Regions from separate parts of the Rattus norvegicus genome. Here region 2 is linked to region 1. Evidence: chromatin contacts called from public Hi-C data. All regions are on one chromosome and are shown on one strand. The core of a region is the stretch at or near the end of the contact, and the rest is flanking DNA. Distances in the headings are between cores, read along the strand shown.

Evidence for each region. A called contact is a pair of places that touch in the nucleus more often than the background predicts.
Region 2: a Hi-C map of liver shows a contact between it and region 1, with 2.1 times the contacts expected there. The contact joins two enhancer-like sites. A contact is called at or near these places in 2 of 12 Hi-C or Micro-C datasets (kidney and liver).

What each region holds. Positions count from the first base shown.
Region 1 is chr16:85,352,961-85,356,139 of GRCr8, forward strand. No RefSeq gene overlaps it. Among named protein-coding and RNA genes, the nearest start is that of Irs2, 160 kb to the left of the region's middle. Within about 2 kb of position 1,846, at least 4 of the 93 cell types and tissues checked have an H3K27ac peak or open chromatin away from gene starts, as enhancers often do. A contact at or near this core is called in liver, where this site is marked.
Region 2 is chr16:85,457,904-85,460,882 of GRCr8, forward strand. No RefSeq gene overlaps it. Among named protein-coding and RNA genes, the nearest start is that of Irs2, 270 kb to the left of the region's middle. Within about 2 kb of position 1,643, at least 2 of the 93 cell types and tissues checked have an H3K27ac peak or open chromatin away from gene starts, as enhancers often do. A contact at or near this core is called in liver, where this site is marked.

The DNA.
Region 1 (3,179 bases), core at 596-3,095:
CAGGTTAAATAGATGTCAGGCGGACAGACACACAGACAGGTGGACATATTTATTGGAGTTTGGCTCATGCAGTTATGGAGGAGAGAAATCCTGCAACAGGGTTTCTGTGAACTGGGAGATCCTGGGCTGTCAGTGAAGGTGCCAGGTCCCATAATGCAAGCCTGTGAGCAAGGGAAGGGCAGTCCCTGCCCAGAAGAGAACCAGCTACAGGAAGATTCTCTCTCTCTTAGCCTTTTGTTCCGCCCTCCCGTGGTGCCTGCCTGTGGCTGTCTTCCATACTGTCTACTGACTCACAGGCCCCTCTCCTCTGGAAACTTCTCACAGGTCCATTCAGAAGGGATGTCTTACCTACCAGACATCCCCTAACCCAGCCCAGGTGATGCCTGCACCCAGTGGCCAGGCTTTATAGGAAATCGCTCTTCTTGGGTATGCATTTTGCCTGTTTCTCCTGTGAACTTGGTCGTGGGGGTTTGTCACAGGTGCTATTGCCATGCTAGCTGTTTTACAGGACGTCAGCAGTGTCAGTCAATGAAAGGCACGGTAATTACAGAGGAGAGAGCTCGGGAAGCTCCTACATCTCCTCCGAGAACGTTACTGTCACCCAATCTAGCTCCACTCACTCCTCCTCATAGTTATTACGCATCCATTTAGAGCTAGAAAGCAGTGCTGTGCAGCCTAAGAACTGACCACACGCACTAAACTGGGGTCAAAATACTTGCAGCTGGGAAGACAGCTGTCGGTAAAATTATGCAAGCATAGAGACCCGTCTTCAATCTCCGGGACCCATATAAAAAAGCCAGGTGTGGTGGCACAGTCTCGAGATCCCAGCACTGGGGAAGCAGAGACAGGCAGGTCCCTTAAGCTCACTGGCTAACAACGCTAATCAGTGAGCTTCAGGTGCCCCAAGAGAGCTAAGGTAAGAACCTGAGGAGCGGTACCTGAGGCTGGCACACACATGTGCACATACCTGCCCACAAAGATCCACGCAGTGTGTTCCTTTGGAAAATCAAACCCACTCTGAATGTTTGAGGGTTTTATTCAATCTGGACATTAGAAAGGAGTGCTGTGCCCCCATCAACCTCCAGAGCTAAAGACTGAAATTCTAGGCCTCATGTGTGTTATCTTCTCCACTCAGAGATTCTTCTAACCATTTTTAGACAGCACTGAAGTCAGGCTCTTGCTGGCATCACCCTCTGGATCCTTCTAGGTTGGCCTCCCGGGTTCTGGGTCTACAGATGTATAGCAGCATCACTCTGTCTCACACTCTGCTTAGCGTAGGTGGTGAGATTTTAAAAGGTGATTCCTGAGACCCTTTGGGACAAAGAGGGATTAGGAAAAGTCCTGTTTTACCAGGTGGTTGAGCTGTCGCAGCATCTCTCCCGTAGTCCCAGCGTTCGTGTTTGAAAGGGCGCTCAGCCCTGTGAGCTGTGTGCCTTTTGTGAGAAGGGACGGGATAGGGCACTTGGGCATATGCCCTGGGTTCCTTCAGGTTTCGAGGAGGCCAGACATGTCTGGCTATGTAGGAGTTCCTCTATCATTGGCCAGACTGGAAAGTTGCAAGGGAGAGGCAGGATTTGGATGTTTTTTAATAAAAGAAACAAAGAAATAGGTTCCCTCTCCCCCAGGCCCCTGGAAAAAAATGTCCCATCATCCTCTGGATGTCATACAAGAACACACTTGCTGTCCTAAGGTATGAATGGAGCCACTCTAGTTTCAGAACAAATAAACACAATGGCCCGGGGAGCTTGGATTTCCTCTTCCTCTTTCGTGGTTCCTCTTGGCAGGCTGTCATGGGAACCTGGCTTGTGATGAGTGGACCTTTGTGCTTCTGGCTAACGAGGATGAGCAGAGGGAGACACGCTTAAGATTGGCAGTTGGGTGTTCCCTGAGGGGGTGTGGGTGGCTCTCTAGTAGATTCCCATCCATGACTGCCACACTCTTATGTGTGGACTCCATAGCCGCCCTAGCTAAGCTTCCATATCCCCGGGTGTAAACAAATATGCCAGCGCCACCGGGATGGTAGTGGTAAATGGTGACCCATGGTAAACAAAACGGGATTTTAAAACTAGGCTACGTGGTGATGTTTTCTATACTTTTCTTTTTTCCCCAGACTTTCTTTTCTTTTAAATTTATTCCTTTTTTATTGGATATTTTTAAATTTACATTTCAGATGTTATCCCCTTATCCTATCCCTTCTCCCCATTCTTCTATGAGGGTGTTCCTCCAACCATCCACCCACTTCTTCCCGCCTCCCTGCCTTGACACTCCCCTACACTGGGGAGTCCAGTCTTGGCAGGACCAAGGGCTTCTCCTCCCACTGGCCATCCCAACAAGGCCATCCTCTGCTGTATATGCAGCTGAAGTCATGGATCTGTCATGTGTAGTCTTTGGGTAGTGATTTAGTCCCTGGGAGCTCTGGTTGGTTGATATTGTTGTTCTTATGGGGTTGCAAGCTCCTCAGCTCCTTCAATTCTTTCTCTAACTCCTCCATTGGGGACTTTTATATTCATGTTACAGAATCTCATTAAACACATTAAAACCATTTGGAATATCAGATGGGAAGCCCCGGAGTCTTCCCTGATTGTATAGTGCACTTGACAGCCTGGAGAGTTCAAGGGTGTGGCCAAGGCTCAGGGGTAGAGGCTGGGCAGTGACAAGGCCTCCTGCTCTCAAGAACAGCTTGCCCCTGCTCACTGGACATAGGCTTATCTGGCATTCGGGGTCAAATGGAAACTTCCAAGCCGCCATGTGCTCACATACACGGACTGTGTCATATCAATGACGTGCCTCCCTTGGAAAACAAAACACCATCCCTCACAGTTGTCCCTGTGTGCGTAGACAGCGGCAAATGCTTATTTGCTAAACCTCCTGACTCCTCCATTTCTGGGTCCCATTGAGGTCATGGAAACACAAAAGTCAATACCCACAGAGAAAAAAAATGCCCCTGAGAGTATTTATTTAAGAGTATTGTTCCAGGATATGCACAAAGATAAAGACTGTGTAATGAATGGTGGCTCTGGAGGCCAAGCACCAAGGCGTTCTATCCTGTACCAGCAGTTACCCTGGCCAGGAAGAGGCCGTGTGCTACCTCAGGACATGCCCTTATAAAAGAGTCACCTTGCCAAGCTGCCAACTGGTTCTCTTTACCCTAGAGGATCAAGGGAAAGAACAAAGGGAGG
Region 2 (2,979 bases), core at 393-2,892, 100 kb after region 1:
ACTGAGAGTCACGACAGAGCAGATGGGCTCTCCCCGTCTAGACAGAATGGTACTGTCCCAGACGGAAAGGTCTCCCAGGCCAGACAGTCCTGAAGCACCACCCTGCTGAGGGGCCTCTCAGGCAGAGAAGGCAGAAAATTAGAGAATAGCAGTGTCCGTGCAGGCAGGGTAATTAGCAGGGTGAGCTGGGTCCACAGCCTCTGTGTGTGTGTGTGTGTGTGTGTGTGTGTGTGTGTGTGTGTGTGTGTGCATGTATGTGTGTTCTTCTCTGTGTGCAGGTGGATGAATGTGTGTCTGTGTTCTTGTGTTGGTGCATGGTGCATTCGTGTGGTGTGTGTGTGTGTGTGTGCATGTGTGCATGTGTGCATGTATGTGTGTTCTTCTCTGTGTGCATGTGGATGAATGTGTGTCTGTGCTCTTGTGTTGGTTCATGGTGCATTCGTGTGGTGTGTGTGTGTGTGTGTCTTGCAGTTCTCTACACATCACCCATGAGCTCAGTATAACTGCCTTCCACTTAGGTTTTAAAGGCAATTATAGGAAGTAAACAGTTCTGTAACTGGATTTGTTTCTCAGCGAGTCAAAGAAATTCCCTTCCCACAGTCTGTTTCAAATGTCAGGTTTCAAAGGCAGAATCTCAAAGCTCAGAATCCAATCGGTGATGCTGTCAACAGCCCAGTGGCCTCGGATTTTGCATTTAAAACAGTGTGTGGGAATGAACGTTGTGGGGAGGGTGTGTATTTCCAAGTCATAGACTTGGCGAACAGGAGAACTTTAGAACAACATGTCTCCTCATTTTATAGCAGAGGCCCTTCACAGCCTCCCTGTGCACAGGGTCGGGCTCTGCTCTTCCCTCCAGAGGAAGTGCTCCTTGGAGGCCCCTTGAGTCTATTGGCTCTTTCTGCGTACATCAGCTTGAAGGGACTAACACATGTGTGTGCGTTTAATTTGTGTAGACCTTGGTTTGCAAAGAGCACAGGGAAAAGTAAGTTGGTCCCCTTCTTGGTGACTGATTACAAAGCACAAGGCAACATGGGCCTGCCATCGAACACATGTTCATCAACACACAGAGAGAACAAATTTCCGTCTATCCCAGTGCTTGCTTCCATCAGTATCAAGGTTCACTGTTGATAGAACAGGGGAACTAACTGCTCTTGTCTAAGGTTAACATAAATTTGAGATGCATAGTCTGTGCTGTGTTCATGGCGGTTAACCAGAGATCTAAAGATACTTTGTATAAAACAGTGCAAAATTCTAACACTGAACTTCCTCAGAGCCAGAACCTAAGCAGAGGGAGGCCGTTTCCTGTTTCATCCACTGATATTCCCAGGCAATATTTTTAAAAAACATGCATAGGTCTCGTGAAAGATGCTGGATGCTGCCCTGTTTAAACAAGCTCTCAGTGGGCAGGACAGCAGAGTCAGGAGGGCACCGGCGTTCTGCAAAGAATGTGCATCTGGTTATTCAGGGAAAGCATTCTCCTCTCTCCTAGCAGTCTTTACACCCACCCGGAGTACATCCCAGACAAACGAGGTGACATGACAGCGTATGAAAAAAGTGGTCCCTGTCCTCAGTCACCATTCTGCCTTGGTCCTCACAGGGTCAAGTTGAGCAAAGGACAGAGACTTTGTCCCCTGGTGCTGGCTGAACACAAGCTTCACATGGCTGCCAAGAATGGCCAAAGGTCTATTTTAGAGTGTGTTTTGTCAACCTTATCATTTAGTGCTATGCCTGATACATAATCTAAGATGGCTGTTGAAAATGAAATCTAGATAGCTCTCTAGAAATGGGAGGGACATGGCAATCAGATAACAAGCACAGTGTCAGTCTGCACACCACAGGCTCTTGGCACAAACTGTAAGACACAGCTGTTGCTCAGAAATTGTCCCTCCAAATATGGGTTAGGAACGGACAAACATCACTGTTACCAGAGCTGAGGAGCTGCTGACTTTGAGCTTGGGCCTAGAGGAATTTCAAGTGACATTATATGGTGTTGGGTAATTTACAGAGAGTTCATTTTGATTCAATGGAAACCCAACTATCATGAAATAATTTACTTCCGAGAGGAAGCGATTTGCTAGGCCCTGTAGAGATGTAGATCATTTCTCTGTCTTCAATATCAAACTAATAAATGAATTTTTCCCCTCAAAAAAAAATAAATAAAAGCCTACCTCTCCACATAAGAATAGAGACGTCAACCGATCTCCAAGTACAAAGAAATCATTTCTCAGGCTGCCCTTTCCCAGATGGCTCTAGGGTTAAAAAGAGGCTTATATCTGAAAAGGTTGGTGAGTGGGTATTTTGGCAAGTTGGGATTCTAGGAAAATTATTTTTGTTATGCATGAGGCTCTCTGTTTTCAAGTTTTATCATCAGCAATGTACTGTGTAAATTTTACAAAAATAAAAAAAAATTTCTTTTCATTGGTTGACAAAAAGATTGGCCAAGGAAAAGGTAGAGAGAAGGTAGCTTCCATAGACACTGCAGAGCTGTGCTATACCTTCATGGGAGTTCTTCGCAAATTCTTTCTAAAGCTCCACTTTCCCTGTGGCTGGTGCTCTGAGTTCTCTGGGTGTGTCTTCTGAGATTTTCACATTACACCTGCTCCCTAGCAAGCAACTGTCATACCTAAGTCACTCCTCAACTTGTCACCACTGCCTGTAGCTGGCTTGGTCTACTGCACAGCACATCCCAGCCTCCCTTGGGAATCCCATAAGGCATTTGATGGAGACACCTTCCCCTCTTGGGGCTGAATCCAGATTGCATGCTCACACCTTCCTTTCTGCCCTGCATTCACAAATGGGTTTTCCATCCAATGCAGGATTTCAGTAAGGACCTTATAGCTTGTCCTGATTCTGCCTGTCTCTCTCCCACGGGCCATAGGGTCCCTAGCAAACGTTGTCTTCTCTCTCCCGCCAGCTCTCCCTCTCTCCTTTCCAGGTGGCCAGTGAGGTTTTCCTTTTAACGCCCACGTCTAATGATAA